Linked DNA regions of Mus musculus: region 2 is linked to region 1. A link is a contact called in public Hi-C data. All regions are on one chromosome and are shown on one strand. The core of a region is the stretch at or near the end of the contact, and the rest is flanking DNA. Distances in the headings are between cores, read along the strand shown. Region 1 holds the start of Slco5a1 (solute carrier organic anion transporter family, member 5A1). Region 2 holds the start of Rdh10 (retinol dehydrogenase 10 (all-trans)).

Region 1 (7,362 bases), core at 2,122-4,621:
GGAACTAGTTCTTAACTTTCTTACCATGTGGATACATCTGTCAGTATGGAAAAGAATGCATTTATTTGTTTCCCTGTTTGTTTACCTACTTACTGGTAGTTCTAGAGAGCAATTCCAGAGCATCTTTCATGAGGCAAGTACTCTACAGCTCAGCTACATTCCAATCCCAGAATACCCTTATTTCTAGAAGAGGCACAATGAAGCTTAGTGGTACCTACACACTTAGCTTAGCTCTCCATGTCAAATATATACACACATATTGGGGAGATGCTAGTAAGCTCCCCACATCAAATATACACACACATACGGAGATTCTTTTAAGCATGACAAAGTGGAGTTTTTGTTGTTGTTTGAGACAGTATCTACCATGTAGCCCTGGTTGGCCTAGTACTCGCCATGTAGCCCAGGGTGACCTTAAAAACCATAGCAATGCTCTTACCTCACCCTTCCTAGTGCTGGAATTACAGGTATTGGCCACCATACACAGTTGATAAAATAAGGAATTATTAAGTCTAGTGAGTGGGTATATTGATACTTATTTTACCATTTGTGCGTATATTTACTAACAAAGTTAAGTTAGTAACTCCAAGGGCAGTGGGTAAACTAAAGACAAAGTACAGCCCTTCTAAGCTGACCATCTTCTTCACTCTCTTGGAAAATCTCATTCAGACATCAAGGAATCTACCAACACATAGCTAAGAAGTTACTAAACAGCCACATAGGTGAGCTCCTTGGTGAATTCTAAGCCAGGAACGAAAGAGAGAGAAAGAGAGAGACAGAGAGAGAGAGAGAGAGAGAGAGAGAGAGAGAGAGAGAGAGAGAGAAGACAACATCCAAGGTTGTCCTGTGGTGTACACACAGATGTATACACACACACACACACACACACACAGAGTGCCTTTAGGTGTTTTAAGTGTTAGGTGGACTCCAGCAAAACAGAACAGAGAGCAATTAACTGGTCTAACAACACTGATCCTTTCCAGGGGTTCAAAACCATCTTTTAGTGCACTTTAGAAGGAGCAATTACTAACTACAGAGAGATGCTGACAACCACCAAAGTTACATCTAGAAACTCGGTTAGCCCTGTGCATACCTGGCTGACCTCCCATGGATACCCGGAACTTATCCCAAACACCTCTGTCTGCTGTGCTCTTAAATGAAAGGCAAGGAATGAAACCCAAGAGCCTGTGTTCTTCAGAAGACAGTAATGAACTCTCACAAACTCCAGTAACTGAGGTCTTCTAAGCCCAATGAAAACAGCCTTGGATAAATCCATGGCCCATGCTGTTGCTTCCTCGTGGGCAGACATAACTTATTCATCTACTGTTTTTCAGGCTTTGTTGGTGCTGGGTGATCAGACATGTTCAGAATAGAGTTTGGAAGTGAAGTGACATAGCATATGTGGTCTGGCTACCCCATCATCTGCTTTTAGGGATGAGAAACAGATGTAACAATGCAAAGCAATGACTCAAAACTGCTGGTGAGCTCTCCTCCTTTCTGGTCATTTCTTGGAAAGAAAGCTTAGAAGATAAACTTGACAAATAGAGGTTCCCCAAAAGTGAACAACAAGAGGAACGGGCCCTGTGCTGTCCTATTTTTCAGCCTTTGTATTGGTGAGAAAAGACAACTGTGAAATTATTTCAAAGAGCTCTTTATCCCAAACTGAAAACATACTACACCAAAAGCAGGACTCAAAAGGAATGAACCATAATGCTTAATATACTTGAAAACACAAAAGGTTGTGTTCCTTTGTGACTGGGGAAGAAAAAGAATGTCACTGTGAGCCAACTACATGCCTGAGAATTCCAAGTCTTACCTAGGTACAAGGATGCATTGTCTTTCTTGACGTTGTCATCTAAATAGGTTGGTCCCAGGGTGTAAATCGGTGTAGAGCCCATTCCAATGAGAACCTGTGCACAAACGAATAAAGCCACGTAGATCCAGTGACTATTTCCTCCCGAGTCCTTGGGACAGGGAGGAGGCTCCAAGATGGCTGTGGAGTTGCCATTCTGACAAAGGCCATCGTTGGAGGCCGAAGCGTTCAACTCTTGGATTTGATAGGGGGGTGAGATAAAGTGAGGTAAAGCGAAGAGCGCAGCCCCGATGGCAATAAGAAGTCCACCCACTGCCAGCCATAGGGGCCTTCGCCCACGGCCACCAAAGTAGCTGACGAACACCACCACCACCAGGTTTCCTATATCAAAGCAGCTGACCAGCAGCCCTGACTCAGAACTCTTCAAGCTATAGCGCCTTTCGATGGTGGTGATGACACTGCTCAGGTACCCAGAGACCATTAACGCCTGGATGAAAGTCAGAAAACACATGCACACTAAGAAGCAGCGAGAATCCGTAAGGACCACGTAGAGACACCTTCTCTCCTGGAGTGTGGCCAAAGTGGAAGATACTGACACAGTTTTGCTGGGGTCCATCCTGTGGTTACAGTCCATGAGTTCCGTTGTAGTGCCTGCCGAAGTGGATGGAGCAGAAGGGCTGGGGACTATCAAGTTCCGTCCTAGATGCGTCTCCTGGCGACCTGGAGCTTCATTGCAACCCAAGGCCAGTTTGCCATCTGCATTCCCAGCACTGAAATTCTGCCGGCAGGAGGCGCTGTGCAGGACCGGTAAACTCTTAGACCTGAAGGACTCTGACTCGCACTTCTCTTGGACAGCTCCAACCGAAGACGGTGCCTCTAGCTGCTGTTGGGCCCGAGACTGCGCATCCCCTTCGTCCATGGCTCTTAAAATGTGATCGCTGATTCCATATAAGGCCTCCGGCACTTTTCATCCACCTGAACGAGGGGCTGATGCCCGGCCCACTCAGTCGTCTCCTCCTGAGACCCGGGCTGGGGATGGCAGAGCCTGGAAGCAAAACATCTCAGCAGCAGGGAGGTGCCCAGAGCATCCTGACCCGAGGCACAACAAGAAGCCACCTTGTACCGGGGGAGGTAAAGGTCCACGCGGTCCTTCGAGGAGTCCTGCTTGGTGTCCACTCTCAGGGATAGCTCGCGGTAGGCGCTTTGCGCGTCCGGTGCTCATCCCCTCCGCCGCCGCCTCTCAGACGGTGGCCAGAAGCTAGAGCGACCTGGGCCCAGTGTGGGGTCTCTTAGCGCAACTGTCCGAACAACATCCCACTTTGTGGCTCCAGGGGTGTTCGGTGCCCACCGCAAGGCTTGTGACACACAGGGTCGTGAAGCTGCCGACCTGTAAAGCAGAGAATTGATGGTCAGAGGGACGGATGCACTTGGGGCTGGCAACCCGGGGTCCGGTGACTAGTGCTAAGTAACCTCGTGGACCCCAGAGGGACCGAGGTGCTAGCCAGGAGCTGAACCGTGCAGGAGGGACCTGCAGAGACTGCAGCCTCAAGTCCCGGAACAATGAGCAGCAGGCGGTCCGCCAAGACTCTCGCTCATTGTCTGCGGCGGGCCTGCCCCCGCCCCGCCCCTTTTGCCTTAAACAGTGCGTTTGCTTTTATATGTTAATAATTATCAGCCTGGCAGCTCTGACTCAGAAGGCAGTGTCTTTTATTCGAGTGAACTAATAGCAACCTTCTGGTACTCCTACTCCATGACTCAAAATAGAAGATTCCCAGAAGAACAAAGGAAAGTTTTTTTTTTCCTTTTACAAGCACACAATACATTCCTGGTCTCAAATTTTAAAATACATTTTTAAGCGGTAGAAAGAAAACTACGTGTAGAAATATGTGTGCACACTTGTACACTGGCACGTGTGCGCGACGAGATGTGAATGCGTCCGCTCCATCAAACACCTACTTAAAGTCAAAGACAGCGCGTGGGGGGAGGGGATCAACATGCTTGCGTGGTTATTCTCTACACTAAAAATAGCCCCTTGCCGGAAAGAACTATATTCAATTACAAGTAACGAGGGCATTCGAGGCTGTGGCCCACGTTAAGTCCCAGAGCGCAAGGTTGAGCGAAACCGAAAATCAATTTGCTTTGCAAATGGTTGAGTGAAGCCACACCAAACAAAGAGACGCTGGCAAGCTGGCACAGCGTGCGCGGGGAGCCCACCGAAACGGCTCAACACAGGCACGCCGGCCCGGAGGTGTGCTATTTGCCAAGCACACCCTGAGAGCGTGAGGTGTGCGAAGGCCTGAAGTATAACACACACACACACACACACACACACACACACACACACACACACACGAGTTCACTTTGTGCGAGCCAGCGCTTGGTTTGAATTCAGCGAGCGCTAATACAGGTGCGCCTCCGCTGTAAACCCCATCCCTAATCTTGGGGAACCCTATACTCCTCCTGCCCCGGCGGCGAAGTGCACCAGATGGGAGGCATTGGGGTTCTGCTGCGTTGGGTTTCGTTCTGAGCTTTTGTGATGCTGCTGCGAAAAGAAAAAAGATGAGAGAGGCGGCTACAACATCTCCCAGTATTGTTCAGGACCGGACTGCCAGTGGCTTGCAAGCCGGCACTTGGGCTCCGCCCGCTCACCCCTGCGCCTTCCCGGGGAACTCCACCCGTGGCTGCACGCCGAGCTGGGGAATCCCGGCGTCGGAGCCCCTGGCTGAGGGAGCAGCCGCATCGCGACGCAGACTCGCATGGGATGGACACGCGGATCCCCGCCCCGAGCTCTCGGAACCAACGCGGAATCCTAGGGACATCCCCTCCGCGCGCGCGCACGCACACACACACACACACACACACACACACACACACACACACAGCCGGTGGGAGGACAGAACCGCCAGGCACAGCTCGCCGCTCTGCTAGGCGCACAAGCTTTCGCAACTCACTAGCGAGGGTGACGACCAATCTGCCGGGCTGGGAGAGGATCAGCCGCTGTAGGACGGCAGCGGTGGGGGAAGATGGGCCAGCCGCCTGCGGAGACCGTCTCGGTCCCGCCGCCGAGAAATCAGGGAGTGAGACTGCGAGTCGAGCTGGCTAACTCTTCCCCCAACCTCTGGCCTGTCACCCAAGCCTCTTCTCCCCAGGCAGACACACACGCACAGAGACGCGCCAGGACCGGAGCAGCAGAGGGCGCAGGCGCGCGGGCAGCCACCCAGCCCAGCCCTCAGGCAACCAGCCACCCCGCTGCCCTTCATCTGTACAGTGGGAAGACGAACCGCACTGAAGCCCCAAGGGTGCGGGTGTCTTTAAGTCACCAAGGTGGACAGAAAGACCATCTCATGTGAAATACTTCTATTGGCTTCTACCATGTTCACCACACACCATGTCTTTTCTACCATAGCAGATTCTGGGGACCAAAGTGGAACAAGATCCCTAATGTTAGGGAAACTTGTCTTGCCCTCTCCCATCCCCCGCCAAAATATCCACGTAAAAGGATTTTATACAGTTCATTCTATACAGTGTGCGACTGCAGAACTAGACACCCATTCACTTTCCTGTCCGGATCAGGAAGGGCACTTGCAAAGGCACAGAGGCATGGCACTACAAGTAAATCAGTTTTCTCAAGAGCGGCAGGGAACAGGACACAGGGGGTTCGTGACTTGTGTACTGTCAGTCCCAAGGGGCCATGGCATTCTGCCTTTCTTACCAGAAATAGCTTTGTCAATAGTGGTGGACTGTTGTGAGTACAGAGACAGACATATTGATATGTGACGAGGCAGGGAGACAGAAAACAGGTTGAGAAAGTAGAAGTGGCTAGCCTAGTTAGGCCGATGGGGTGGCGGGGGATGCTGTGGGAGGGGTCAGATCTCACACTTGAGTGGTGAACAGAGTCTAATCAAAACACGAGACGGGCAGTAGTGTCACACGCCTTTAATCCTAACACTTGGGAGGCAGAGGCAGGCAGATTTCTGAGTTCCAGACCAGCCTGGTCTACAGAGTGAGTTCCGGGACAGCCAGGGGCTACTCAGAGAAATCCTATCTTGAAAAAAACAAAACAAAAACAAAAAAAAACCCCAACAATCTTAAGGGCTGTCTATTGCTAGTCCATTATCAAACAGCAGTCTTCCTCTGTAGAGACAACATCTTGGTATTGTATGGATGCATCATCTTGTCAGTTAAAATACCTATGGCCTATAGGAAAGGGTAGAATAGAAAGGACATTCAGGAGGCAGAAAGGATTCATGAAAGAATGTAGGTGAAAGTAAATGGGTTATAGTACGTTAGGATCAGTCAGAGAAAAGCCTAGCTATACGACCATGGTATTTTTATACAGATATTTTGAGAGCATAGGGCTGGGAGCAAGAAACAGGAACACAGAGTGCATGCTCTCTCTCTCTCTCTCTCTCTCTCTCTCTCTCTCTCTCTCTCTCTGATTTATTTATTTTATGTATATGAGTACACTTTAGCTGTCTTCAGACACACCAGAAGAGGGCATCAGAAATCATTACAGATGGTTGTGAGCCAGTGTGTAGTTGCTGTGTATTGAACTCAGGACCTCTGGAAGAGCAGTCAACCCTTTTAACCTCTGAGCCAGTGTAGGGTCTCTTGATGCCGTTATCTTCTCCCCAATACCAGGAAGCAGTAGCAGCCAGATTTACCCAACTGTTGCTGGGGTCAAGTTTCAGACCCTAGGCCATTCTTAAAAGACACTGTCCGGTAGAACACATGCTACCAACATAGTTAATTACTTTATACTGGGCAATGAAGCTAGCTCAAGACGTGGGATTTGAAACAAATCTTTCTTTGATTGGACTTAATCGTGCATTCCGTGTTTTCTTTCTTAAACTACAAAGTATGAAAAGCATCTTTCGAAACAAAACAAGCAATCAAACAAACAAAAACCCGTCGCACCTTCAGGACCAGCCTGTGGATGAATCTCAGTCTAAGAACTGAGGCACATGGTGAGTGTTGGAAGGTGCAATGAGCCACTGTCACCTTTTCAGATAACAAACACCCCATAGAGACATGGTTCTTTTCTGCTTCAACATCCTTTAGTCCAGAGTCAGCTTTCTTAGTGCAAAGAGGCCAACCGTTAAGCACTTCTGATCTCGGCTCCCTGGTCACAGCAGAAGGTTCCCTGCCCTGCAGGCTGTAGCAGGGGCACCAGCTTCCCTGCAGGCAGGGTGTATCCATATATCCCTTCCTAGATGCTGTTTGTTAGACCCTTCTGGACATCTTATGATTCTCTTTCTACCTAAAATACAGGGTGGTTTCTATAACAAGCACAGGCAAAGATCAACACACTGGACAACTGCTAGTAAATTCTGCCTCACTTACCTGCAGTTTGAAGGTTCTCTGCCCAACTTACAGCTTCCCTGTCTGCAGCACAAGCATTTTGAGTCTTTATTAGGACCTACCTCAGAGCCATCAGGTCCTCCTCCAGTTGAGGAGGTCTGCATTCACAAAACAAAGCCCAAGGCCAGCTGAGATTCCTCTGCCTCGCCTCTCTTATGACTTCCCACTGCCAGAGCACAGACTTCTTC
Region 2 (7,647 bases), core at 211-2,710, 3.1 Mb after region 1:
TGTCTCCTTAAAGGTCTCAGGGCGCGAAGCCCCACGCCTTATAGCTGTCCTGAGATAAGCCGGAAAATAATCTAGAATTGAGATTTTTGCACTTTGCTGGCGCAAAATGAACAGCTTGGCTTAGTCACGGCCAGCCAACTTTATGGTAAAACTCATCGGAAAACAAATGCACTGAATACATTTTTTTTTTTTTTTTTTTTTTTTTTAATGAATAGAGTGGGGACACCTCGTCAGCTCTGGGCTTAATTTCTCCAGGTTGCGTTGACAACCCTAGGGTCAGGCTCTGCGGAATTCGTTGGACCCAAAAGGCATGTTCAGGGATGTGAACTACAAGTCCCAGCATGCGTCGCTGCATAACCCGCGGGGCTGGAGGGCGACGTTGACCGACACTCTGGGCAGCCTTCGCGGCGGTGATTCCCATTAGGCTCACTAGAGTATGAGGCTTCACGTCCTCAGCGGCTAGCTGAGCTATGAAATCACTGTCTGTCACCTCCTCCGGCTCTCTGCGGCCCGTGGCCACGCAGCCCTGCTCCCCCACCTCGGCTGCGCTGCCGAGGTCCTTTTTCCGCCCGACTGCCGGGCTGTCTTCCGCAGCGCCTGATCATCGGCCGCCAGGTCCACAGTCCCTCGGTTGGCGAAAGCAGCGAGACCGGGAAGAGTGATGACCCGAAGGTCCGAGGAGGATGGGGGGGTTCGCTGCTGCGGGACCCGGCAGGCGCAAGCCACGGCGACCCTCAGCAGGGGGCGTGAGCCGCGAAGAGTGGCACGACGAGGGCGGGAGCCTTCGGCCGCGGTCGTGGAAGAGGGGCTGCCCCGCGCGGTGGGGCGGCCGGCGGGAGGGCGAGCGGGGAGGGGAGGCTGGGCCGGGGGCGGGGTGCGACCGGGGGCGGGGAGGGCCGAGCTGAGGGAGGGCCGATGCCACTGCAGCGGCCGGCGCTTCCCGGCGGTGGGTTATATAGCGCGGAGTGTGGAGCTACCTCAGAGCCGGCTGGGAACGCTCAGACGCTGCGGGGCCCCGTGCCCGAGTGACAGCGGCGCGAGTGCAGGGCAGGGGACCCGAGTCGCGCTGGCAGCTCGAGCGGTTGGCAGCCCTCGCGTGCGCCCCGCAAGTCGGCCCTTCCCGGCGCTGCCCGCACCCTCCCGCAACTTGAGTCAAGTTGACAACTCCCGCGTCCCGACGCATCCGCTCGGCGCACCCCTGTCCTAGGAAGACGGGGAGCCGCTGCAGCAGCGCCGGGGACGTTCGGGCGGCGGCGGCTTGGCCATGAGGGCAGCGCGCGTCGCCTAACTCGCGGCTGTCACCGCCGCTGCAGCGGGACTGGACGGACGGACGGACGCTGTGGGACAAACAGGCGGCCGCCAGCAGGAGGCGCCGAGCCGGGAGCAGCGGCAGGCACAGCCCGTGGCCACTGCGCCGAGCCCGGGCGGAACTGGCCCCGCGCAATTCAGCCCCGCAGCACCTCGGGGGCGGACTCCGGGCGCAGCCTTCGCGTCCGGATCGCGGTGACAAGCGCCTCCGGGGCCAGGAGCTGGGCTGTCTGGCGCAGGGAGAGTGAGGACACGGTGCTGGGCTGCTGCGGGACCCGGGGCGTCGCGATGAACATCGTAGTGGAGTTCTTCGTGGTCACTTTCAAAGTGCTGTGGGCGTTCGTGCTGGCCGCGGCGCGCTGGCTGGTGCGGCCCAAGGAGAAGAGCGTGGCCGGCCAGGTGTGCCTCATCACGGGCGCGGGCAGCGGCCTGGGCCGCCTCTTTGCTCTCGAGTTCGCCCGGCGCCGGGCGCTGCTGGTTCTCTGGGACATCAACACGCAGAGCAATGAGGAGACCGCAGGCATGGTTCGCCACATCTACCGGGACCTGGAGGCGGCCGACGCTGCTGCTCTGCAAGGTAATGCCTGTGTATTGTTGAGTCAAACATCTCCCCAGCCCGGAGGGTCTCCACTGCCTAGTGTCATGGGCAGCCTCGCTCTCCCGGAAAGGAACACCCCGCTGGTCTTCTGGAAGGCGAGTGGAATTTGCCCCTTGATAAGAGAGCAAGGTTTTCTGTGTTAGAAGACTGAAAGCGTGCAAAACATAGGAGATCCTGTTTCTTCGGTCCCAAGCTGAGGTTTCCTAAACTCTGCGAGTAGTGTAAGACAGGGGGAACTTGCTACCGCAGGTTTGGGTCCAAAAGTAATTTCTCAGTCTGATTTGCATGTGGCATGATGGGAAGATAGAGAGTCTTGAGAAGTTGTTTCCACAGTGGACTGAAACAGTTATCTGTTTCTGTGAGGTCTGAGCTGCTTAGACTTGGGCGCTATAGATCCTTTCACTATAACTTTAGCTCCTGGAAAATAATTACATTGTTTCCCCAGCCTTAAGTAAGTGCTTTAGTTACTAACCCTGAGTAAATATGAGTGCTTCCCTTCCTCTTGAGAAAGTGCTTTCTCTCGCCCCCCCCCGCCCCCCCCCCGCCTTTTGCAAAATTTCTCTCATGATTTGGAGGCACCCCAATCTACATCTTATGTGTTTAACAATTAGTTTGCGCCTGAAACTTTTTTAAAGCCTAAGTAGAGATCATGACCCACTATAGATACTGTTCTAGGAAAATTGGTGGCTAAATTGACTTGGGCTCCATTCTCCCATATACCTGTCATTTGTTACCAAACTTACCAGAAGCTGTGTGTTTTATGTAAGGTTCAAAATGTTACATTTTCAAAGCTAGTGTGGAGAGGCAACAAATTTGGGCATTTGTGCTCCCTACCCAATCTTAAAAGCAATGCTTTAGAGAAGAGATTTTGATTTCGATGCTGTTTGGACTCTAATGTGGTACACTTGCATATTATTAACCTCTAAACTTTATCTGTGAGATTAATTCTTAGGGGAATCAGTTTAAAATTAAACCAGTGACTTGCATTCTTTCATTAGAAACTGCTCATTCATTGCTTGGCTTTGAATGAGTTTAGATTGTTGCTTACAGTTTGGATTTGTGAGCCTTAAAGTGAATTTCTGTTTTGAGAGCAGAGCTCTCTCTGGCCACCAGCTTCCTCCCCACCCCCATCTGCAATGTGTGTTATTCTCTGGGCTGAGATCAGTTCTTTGCAGGTGTCTAGCTCCAGCAAGTTGATCCCATGTGGTCTACTTGTATTGGACTTGCCACAATTACATGACTTTCCCCTAAGCAAGGTTGTCCAGTAAATTGCTGTAATTCCCAAAGACTTTCAGGGGAGGAAGGCAGCTGTAAGCTGAATTATTGGCAGGCATTACAGTGTTAGAAATTTGAAGCTCACTGTAGTATTTTGCTTTGTATGATTTCTCTCCTACTGACTGCCTTGTGGCTCACTTTCTGCAACCCTTCTTTCTTTCATTCTCCCCTCATCCGGACTTCTGAGGACAGCTGGAAAAGGTGAGGAGGAAATCCTGCCCCCGTGTAACTTACAGGTTTTTACCTACACTTGTGACGTGGGGAAGAGAGAGAATGTCTACCTGACAGCTGAAAGGGTCCGCAAGGAGGTTGGCGAGGTCTCGGTCCTGGTCAATAATGCTGGTGTGGTTTCTGGACATCACCTTCTGGAATGTCCTGATGAGCTCATTGAAAGAACCATGATGGTCAACTGCCACGCACACTTCTGGGTAAATATAAACATCTTTGTTTTTGTTCCCTGGACCCTCCTCAATGAAAAGGCTGGGAAGAGGAGCACATGCCAGCATGGAAGCCATCTCAGTCTTCTGCATGAGATGCCTGTCTAATGAGCTGTCCCCACATGCTGGGTTACAATGTCTGATGAGAATTTTAAACTGCTCCTCTTTCAGTATTTCTTAAGAAGGCAGAAATTGACTATGGGAACTAGTTTGAAAGATTGCTGTAAAAATAACAAGAGGGAGTATAAACCCTAGTTTTGTTTATTTAGCTTTCTGTTGAGTTTATAAAACCCTGGTTCTTATGAATTCGTAAAGTCAGGGGTTAGGCTTCCAAACTACTGCTCAGCCACATTTTAGAAAGTCCTAGACATCTGAGATCAGCATCTGTGGTTCATTGGGAGTGATTAGGCCACCCTGGCAGCTACTTACCATCCACCAGCCATCCACACTGTTCAGGTGGTGGGCATCTCAGAACTTTGTAGGCTCACCCTCTCTTGAATGAGGAGTCATCTTGAAAGGACAGGGGACTTAGGAGGTCTGGCGAGCCATGAACTATGCAAAAGGCAAACTATGTTTGCCTTTAGCTCTTGGAGCTCCTGCAGCATCCAGGGGTGGGGAGGGTCTTCTGTTGCCAGAGGGCTACCATAACACCAGCGTTTTAGCTAGATTGTCAGTCAAGGTAGATGTGAAGTTTCCCCTTTAATTCTGTGCATGCAGTGTTGATCCATTTTATACTTTTTCCTTTTTATTATTTTCCCTTTACTTATATAGACAGAAAAGTAATCCAGTAAAAGGGATAGGGAGGACTGGGGTAGCTCACTGGCAGAGTGCTAACCGAATATGTGCATGCCTTGGGTTACATTCCTAGCACCGAGGGGCAGAGGAAGAGAAGGTAGAGGATAGCATTATACTCTCATAGGCAGAGACATCATCTCATAGAAGTCAACAAAGAACTGTTTCTCCTAAATAGGTCACATTAAACCTCATTAATTTTTAAGCTACTGCTTAAAAACTTAATCTGGCTTTGGAAGTGTTCAGACGTCACTTATCCAGTATCAGGCCTCTTCTCTGGTCCTGCGTGAAGCTTATCCTAATGTTTTATTTGGAAACGCAAGCTTTATATAGTTTATTTCCAAGCTTCTAGAAATAAACATATGAATAAGCTGAGGTCTCTGGTCAAGGCTTTTTTTTTTTTTTTTAAATGAATAAGATCACCATACACAGGAGGGACAAGCACACGTGTACTCGGTGTGCGGTAGATGAATTGAGCAACAGACAAGCTTTTTGCTGCTGCAAGAACAGTCATTATGTGTCACAGCCAACTGAATGGACCTGACAGGACAACTTGTCAACAATACTATATGTTTATAATTCTGAATAATAGGTCTGGCCCTTGCTTGGGCCAGTGGTGGCCACACACACCCTTAACCTCAGCACTCAGGAGACAGAGGCAGCTGAATCTATGAGTCAAGGTTAGTCTGCTAACACAGTGAATTCCAGGGCTACAATAGCAGGACCCTGTCTCCAAAACAAACAAGTCTCGGGGAGAGTATTGCTTCCATTTTTGAGATGTGGTTGAGCTGCCATGCTGATTCCAGTTGACTTGTCAGTCTTAAAAACCTATGCAACCATTAGAAGGTTAGTATGAGCCAGAGACACGGATTTTTATTTCCTCAACCTTTGTCTGAGATGGTGCGAGGTTTCCTAACTATAAACTTTTACCCTCACAAAGTTCCCTCAAGTTTCACCATCTTGACTGTTCTGTGCAAAATTATTTTGATAACTTATAAAAATGTAAATATATCCAGGTTTTTTAAAAAAAAAATCTATTTTATGTATAGGAGTACACTGCAGCTGTCTTTAGATACTCCAGAAGAGGGCATCAGATCCCATTACAGATGGTTGTGAGCTACCCACGTGGTTGCTGGGAATTGAACTCAGGACCTCAGGAAGAACAATCAGTGCTCTTAACCACTGAGCCATCTCTCCAGCCCCTATATCCAGGTTTTTAAAGAAGCCATATAGCCTTCAGTTCAATACCATAGAGCAGTAGCAAATCTTCTCTAGACATTCTATGAAATAAGTGCTGATTTAGAGTGTTAAGAAAAAAAATCTACAGCCTCCTGTGAATGGATGCAGGTTGTACAAGTTCGTCGTTGGGTCTTTTCCTAACATAAGGAAGGACTTGCATCAATTCTTACTCTGGATCGTGTACCAAGGGTGAGCTGCACCTTCCTACCCTCGTCACTGAGCTTTGAGAAGTTGCTTAACCACACAATTTAGGGAGTTCTTGGAAGCCTGGTTCCTAATGACATCACTTTGTATTAAACTATGGGAGGCTCCTGAATTCTCCAGCTGTTTTTCCCCTAAGCATCTAAACTTAAGATTTTATTTTCAATATTGAGTCAGAAAATTCATTTTAGCATTGGAATTTCTGACTTTTTGCCAAGACTTAAGAAACCTTTGGAGAAGTTGAGCGTTAGCAGCTAGAACATAAAAGGCTGTTTTTCCTTTTGAAGGTGGTTGCCCTAGGGTTAGGCGGTATTGCCGAGCACCGCTCCAATTCACCTTCCCTTCTAGTTTCTCTTAGTTGAAAATGCTAGTGGTATGTTTTCAAAGATGTGTTGCCTTGGCTTCCACCATTGTTTCAGAAGAGAATGACCAGTGTGTCTTTTGACTGTGCCTGGTGGGGAAGAGAAGTTACCCTAGTTAAATCGTGGATCCACTGAGCAGAGAATGCGTTCAACTATTTGGACAGGTCATCTTGAGACAGACTTTTAAGTAGCAGTCAGTGTCTGTTTTCATAGAATAACAACGTGCGTGTTGATCCTGACTCATAGTTCAAGTCCTGTTTATTTAGCATGAACTAGAATAGCATGCAACTTCCACTCTGGAGGTGCCATGCAGGCTCCAGCTACTGCTTTTATGCCCCCCTCTTACTGCCCAGAACTCCCTCTTCCTTCCTTCCCTCCTTCTCCTCTTAAGGTCTATTTCAAGATGGTGATGTAAGCTTCCCTCCCCACCCCTGCCTTTACTGATATTCTTGAATTTGGGAACTGTAAGGAGCCTTAGAACTGTCTTATTCAACACCCTGTCTTCTGGTTCCTGCACATGCAGGTAAACACTTTACTCCTAAGCTACACCACAGCCTCAACCCTTACTTGCCAGTGAAGCTGCACTTAAATGAATGCTATAAAACTTTTTGTTGTTTTTTCCATTTCCACTAACTTTTTGTGGCATATTTTGTCCTTTGGTGCATAGGAAGTGCTTTTGGGGATAACTACATAGCAAAGTTGATGACAAACTGTCTGGTGGCAGTTTGTTATACCTGAACTCCTCCACACAGACAACACATACACACATATACACACACACCACACATACACACCACACACACACCACACACACACACACACAAACACACCACACACACACACACCACAAAACAACACATACACACATACACACACCCCTGGAGCTGTATTCTTAGTTAATAAATATTTGATCAGATGTAATGTGCTTCTGCTTAAATATTTAGAAGATAACCTATTCAGCAAGCACTCACTTGGGTCCATGCTGTGAATTCTGGATAGGGAAACATCATGCTGGACTAACTCAAGCTGTCAAGTCTTCAAGTCAGAGTTGGCTTCCATTCATTATTTGTGTCTCCCTTTGTTTACTACCCTCTTGTCCTGCCCCCTGTATACTCACCTTTCCTTAGTGCACTGTGCCTGCTACTTGGTGTAAGGCTCAGGCTTTTTTAAAAGAGAGCTGTTGTAGGCCACTGTGAATTAGACTCAGACCGAATGCAGGGCAGCCATCATTCATTTTCCCTGTGACTCAGGCCTCCAGAAGAGAACCTGTATTTTCAGTGGCTTGAGTCCTTCTGAGCCAAGTGCACTTGGCAGACTTGGAAGGCTTTTTGGCTGCCTGTCATATTTGGCACAGTCTCCTGGTCAGCATTGACATTAACTTTTAAAGTCCTTTTGTGCCTAACAGATCTTGCAGGAACCTTCTCCTGGTCGAGAT

The links. A called contact is a pair of places that touch in the nucleus more often than the background predicts.
Region 2: a contact with region 1 is called in a Hi-C map of B cells, with 6 read pairs. The contact joins the promoter of Rdh10 here to the promoter of Slco5a1 in region 1. A contact is called at or near these places in 1 of 39 promoter capture datasets (pre-B cells) and 1 of 484 Hi-C or Micro-C datasets (B cells).

What each region holds. Positions count from the first base shown.
Region 1 is chr1:12,987,764-12,995,125 of GRCm38.p6, forward strand. It overlaps Slco5a1 (solute carrier organic anion transporter family, member 5A1), which reads right to left and starts at 3,372. Exons shown (of 9, transcript NM_172841.2): 1 at 1,817-3,372. The coding sequence starts at 2,732.
Region 2 is chr1:16,104,422-16,112,068 of GRCm38.p6, forward strand. It overlaps Rdh10 (retinol dehydrogenase 10 (all-trans)), which reads left to right and starts at 1,461. Exons shown (of 6, transcript NM_133832.3): 1 at 1,461-1,885; 2 at 3,374-3,609. The coding sequence starts at 1,597. Rpl7 (ribosomal protein L7) reads right to left here and starts at 12. Exons shown (of 7, transcript NM_011291.5): 1 at 1-12.